2 separate regions of the Hordeum vulgare genome follow, and region 1 is linked to region 2. Evidence: chromatin contacts called from public Hi-C data. All regions are on one chromosome and are shown on one strand. Each heading gives the region's core, a stretch centred on a gene start, on an enhancer-like site or on the middle of the called end of the contact. The rest is flanking DNA. Distances are from core to core; before and after follow the strand shown.

The links. Hi-C and Micro-C count contacts between places; a contact is called where the count stands out from the background.
Region 1: a contact with region 2 is called in a Hi-C map of leaf, with 4 times the contacts expected there. The contact joins two enhancer-like sites. A contact is called at or near these places in 3 of 6 Hi-C or Micro-C datasets (leaf and seedling).

What each region holds. Positions count from the first base shown.
Region 1 is chr5H:286,681,121-286,683,882 of MorexV3_pseudomolecules_assembly, reverse strand. No RefSeq gene overlaps it. Among protein-coding and RNA genes, the nearest start is that of LOC123395658, 200 kb to the right of the region's middle. Within about 2 kb of position 1,427, at least 2 of the 3 cell types and tissues checked have open chromatin away from gene starts, as enhancers often do. A contact at or near this core is called in leaf, where this site is marked.
Region 2 is chr5H:286,093,928-286,096,637 of MorexV3_pseudomolecules_assembly, reverse strand. No RefSeq gene overlaps it. Among protein-coding and RNA genes, the nearest start is that of LOC123395893, 270 kb to the right of the region's middle. Within about 2 kb of position 1,442, at least 3 of the 3 cell types and tissues checked have open chromatin away from gene starts, as enhancers often do. A contact at or near this core is called in leaf, where this site is marked.

The sequences.
Region 1 (2,762 bases), core at 178-2,677, 590 kb before region 2:
CCCTGATCTTATACAACTACAATTTTACTTAACTAGATTTAGTTGCCTCGGGATTGCTTCCTCGCAGGGAGTCGAGGGAGGATCTCTGGGCGTGACCTCACTTTAATACTCCTCCAACAATATGACTATTAATGTGTTACACCTGTTCTACTCTCGTCTATTGCTGCAAGACCCTGAAGATGCTAGTCTTCGATAGGACTAGGCATTCTCTCTCTATTCTCGCATTGCTGCAGTCGGTCCACATATAACCACCCTGTTTTTAATACTGATGCATACCTAGAATAGTTCTGATGTAAGACTTGCGAGTATTTTGGATGAGTACTCACCGTTGCTTTGCTCCCCTTTCCCCTCTTGATCCATTGCTGCGACGAGATAATGGAGCCCAGGAGATGGAGGTTCCCGCCGACGACGACTACTACATCGACGGTGCCTACTACTACGTGGAGGCCGCTGAAGACCAGGAGTAGTTAGGAGGTTCCCAGGCAAGAGGCCTCGCCTCGTTCGATCGTTGTATATTTTGTGTTAGCCTTCTCTAAGGCACCCCATATTTTATGCGTGTACTCAGATATTGTTGCTTCCGCTGACTTGTGTGTTTATTGAGCTTACGTATTTTAGCCCTCGAGGCCCCTGGCTTGTAATATGAAGCTGATATTGTTTTATTTGTATTTAGAGTTGTGTTGTGATATCTTCCCGTGAGTCTTTGAGTTTGATCGTATGCATTGCGTGTATGATTAGCATACGATTAAATCGAGGACGTCACAGGAGTGGCAACAAGGAAGAAATGCACCGTTCTACTCGACGGAGGACAAAGTGGGTATAAATAGGACTTTTCTAGAAAAAGAAATAAAATTATGCTCCCTTAATCCGTATTGGGGATCTGTTAGGTACCAATTAATGAAATAAAAAGTTAAATATAAGCTAAATATACTCTGTTATAGAGGACCGGTTCGAAATGCCCTATGGGTATTAGTAATGACATAACAAATATGTCAACGTTACCGTTATTTAAAAAAAAAATGACATTGGTAAAAAATGACGCGTTACCAATTAAATTTATGATTAGCTTTTATAAGTGCACCTACAGTCAGTCTTAGTGAGAGCGTGTAGATTCTCTAAAACCATCAACGCGTGAGGGAGCGTGTGACAGTTGTCACATCATAACAGCTTAACAATGATGTGTGTTGGCCGACTAACAACGTCGGCACCGGACCACGTATTCTATACCCTGTATATCCGGCGACGTGGATTTGTGATACCAGGCCACGCACGCCGTCACGTATTGCTTTTCTCTTGCGTCCCTGCCTGCACGGATAAATGTGACAAATCAATCTGAGATTGACATGAAGAACCAAGACGCGTGAGATCCGTGTTACGAGCTGACGCATGCTGAGCTCTGCCCATCAGGGTGACCGTGACCCATGCCATGAATCCCATCGCCGTCGCCGCGCCCGGGCAGAAGGCGCCAGGAATCTGTCTCGACGCAGACATGGCCAAGACCGGGTTTGAGTTTTGTTTCTGGACTTGGGAGGTATTCTGATGTGATACTTTGAGCAGTCTAACTGACCACTTTTGCGGCCTGCGGTGAATTCATTCCAGCACGAGTAAAATATGCGGGTCTCCTGCTACCAGTTTTTCTTTTTCTTTTGAGAAAGTCCTGGTACCAGCTTTCCGAAGCAAACTGAAGTTGTAGCCCGTACGTACCTTTTTTTTTGAAATCAATGCATTGCATTAAACAGTGCGTGAAGCCAAATCACTTGCCGCCGAAAGAGCTACACACGAACCATATTTGTCAGACGTTCAGTCAGGCACACCGATAATTAGGTTTCCTTCACATCCAAAGCATGTGCTATTTAATTACATAATGACAGCGCTAGGGATCAGACTACTGATCCCTTGCCTCTCATCGACTAGTTTGAGACCATTGGAATAGAAGCATGTTAGCCGTTCTATCTGCTAGCATGGACCACACATGGTTTGTTAGATTGGTTCGTTAATTGATTGTTTCGTGTATCTGTTTTAGCTGAACACGCTCGGTACCCTCGCTGACTTTCTTTGCTTCCGTAACTGCTTTCTAGTACGTAAAATATTGATTCTACTTGGTCACTAATTAAAATTGCTTCGCATAAATCACATTAGATATTGCCCATAAAAAAACCATGCGGGTATCTTTATTTTTAGATTCTATTTCTGACAAGTTATGATTTTTTTTTGAAACGGAGGCAAAATATTTGCCTCATCGAATTAATTAAGAAGAGAGCAGTACAGATTTATGGTTACATGGCCACTCAGGCCAAAATAGGAAACAGGTTAAATGCCTCCGGGAAAATGTTTCCAAGAGACTTAGCTCCAGCTTTTATCCATAATTGTGCCTCGACCTTAATAGAAGCAACAACATGGGCAGGCAAGGATGCCTTGTTTTGAAATACCCTGGCATTCCTCTCGTTCCAAATTACCGAGCATATTAGCATCTTCAGATATTTTAAGGCCTTTTTGCATGTGCTGGTGGCTAGGCCATCAGCATCCTAGCACTTCTGGACAGACGGGAGATCTGCCCATGAGTTGGTCTGTGAAGGAATCCCCAGCCAGTCATTGATTGAGTTCCAAATCCTGACCGAGTAGCGGCATTTAAAAAAGAGATGGGTAGCAGTTTCCGGTTCTATTTTGCAAAGCTGACAGAGGCCACAATTTGGCCATCCTCTACGGGCTAGTCTATTCGCTGTCCACACTCTGTCTTGAAGGATGAGCCATGAGAATAATTTAAT
Region 2 (2,710 bases), core at 193-2,692:
TGAACCGGTATTTTTTTTCTGTTTATTTTTCTTCTTTCTTTTTTTCTTTACTCCCCTGTTTTGTATTTTTCACTTTTTTATATATTTTATTTTTTGCAAGTTTACTTCATAATAAATTTTCACAGTTTCAAAATTTGTTCGCGTTTTAAAATTTCAAATTTCTTCACAATTCGCAAAATATTCATGGTTTTAAAATGTATTCACAATTAAGAAATTATTTGTTCATAATTCAAAAAATGTCCATAATTTTATAATTTTATTCACGAATTTTAAATTTGTTCATGTTGCAAATACGTTCAAAATTCGAATTTTTTTATGGTTTTCAAATTTACTCACAAATTTAAAAATTCATAATTTTATAACTTTTTCATATTTCAAAATTTGTTCACAATTCAAAAACTGTTTGTGGTTCCAATTTTTTTTCATAATTGGAAAGAAGTTCTTAATTTTATAATTTTGTTTGCGAATTTGAAATTGTTCATGTTTCAATATTTGTTCACAATTTGAAAACTATTCTTGGTTTCAAAATTTGTTCACAATTCTAAAAATATTCATCATTTTATAATTTTGTTCGCGAATTTGAATTTTGTTCCTGTTTCAATATTTGTTCACAATTCGAAAAAGTTCACAATTTCAAAATTTCTTCACAATTCGAAAAATGTTTATACTTTTACAATTTTGTTCATATATTTCAAATTTCTTCAGAAGATGTTTGCTTGTTTTCCAAAAATGTTCGTATATTTCAAAAAATGTTACGTTTTTCAACGTATTGTTCGTAATTTGAGAAAAATGTTCGTATTTTCGAAAAACTATTCGTATTTTGAAAATCCCAATAAGGTTTTTGAATTTTGTTTGTAATTTTCCAAAAATGTTCACGTTTACAAAATTGTTTGCGTTTTTTTTCTTTTGTTTGGGAGTTTAAAAAAAAATTCGTGTTTACAAAAGTTGGTTCTGTTTTAAAATTATTTTTGGGAGTTTAAAAGATTCACATTTTTGAAAGTGGTGACGTTTTAGAAAAACTTTGAATATTTGAAATCAATTCGTATTTCAAACATGTTTGTGTTTTCCAACAAACGTTTCATACTTAATACTAGTCTTGTTTTTGAAAAATCTTCTAAAAAAATCATAGCTACAGTACCAATGATTGGTTCACTACAGTGTGTGGACCGGCCGCGACAGTATCCGTTTGATTTCGTACAACATGTCGTTCTGGTTGATGGTTTCTTAAATGCTAGTACTATTTGTGTGTCACGAAAACTGAGTCGGTGAATGAATGCTGGATGTTCTGGGTTTAATTCCGATCAAGCGTTTGTTTTTTTTCCTGTATTTTCGATACTGGGCTATAGGCATAATATATTGGGCCGGTCCAGGGAGGAGTCCTCATGTTTGTTTGATCGGGAATGTGTCGCAGAACGCGGTGTATAGGAGGTCCCGTGTTGCAGTGGCTCGGCGGTAGGGGCACCAGCATGGGCGCAGCTTTCTCGGGCCGAACTAGACCGTGGTCCGTCAAAGATTGTTATGAATATTTTATTACCCATGCTTCGAGAGAGCAACTAGGTAGTGAGTGTTTTTCGGAAGTCTGCCAGCAAGCACTCCCATTGCATCATCATTTAACCCATTCTCAGCCGTCGTCATATGTCGCGCTTTCAGCTTTTCTTTCGAATTTTTTTGTTTTATATAAAATCTGGATGCATTTTTGGTTTTTTAAAATGGTTTTTTACTTTTTTTTGTGTTTCGTTTTTTCATCGGTTTTTCTTAGCTTCTTGACGGATAAAAATCATTTTTTTTGCGTGGAAAAACACGTTTCATGGTTTTTTTGCGAAAGACATGGTTTTGTCTTTCATGATAGGCACGATTTTGCCTTCGCGAGAGGCACGCTCGTGCCTCTCGAAAAGGAAAAAATGCGTTTTCCGTTTTTTTGTAAGAGGCACTGTTTTGCTTCCGCGAGAGGCATGATTTTGCCTTCGTGAGAGGCATGACCGTGCCTCTCGGAAAGAGAAAAAATACGTGTTTTTTTCGCGAGAGACATGATTTTGCTTTCGCGAGAAGCACATTTTTGCCCTGATAGACGCACGACCATGTCTCCCGGAAAGGGGAAAAGGCGAAAAAATGCATTTTTTGTTTTTTATCGCAAGAGGCACGATTTTTTGTCCCCTTTTTCTGATTTTTCTTTTCGTCAAAACCTTTCAACATGGCATCTAGTTTTGAAGATCTTAACACGAGAAATCCAACAGTAAAAACGGTTCGAGATTTGAGCGCATGATTTTGGAAACGACCGGTTCGAGCGGCCTGTGGGGTGTTTTTAAATTTCGTCCCGATGTAAATCAGGCCTCATTGCACGCAACCAAACGGTTCATTTTCCCGCCAGGGTCTGATTAGGGATGAGCGAGTAAATGGGATGATGAGGGTATATTCGCGCCATACCGCCTCCACCAATTTCTCTCCTCCCGCCATCTTCGACCGAACCCCCTGTACTGCACCCTACGTGGCGTCTTGCTTTTGCACCCGACTTAACCTGGCTCGCTGGAAACAAACGATTCAAAACGTTAGCAACGAATCAGACTATGGGATACTTTAAGTTTCGTGCCGATGCGAATCACAGCTCCTTGTACACAACCAAACGGTCCGCCAGACCCAGCTATATGCAACCTACTAAATGTGTCCCTAGTTGCTCTTGGTTCAACCATTCTTAGAGCATCTATAAACATAG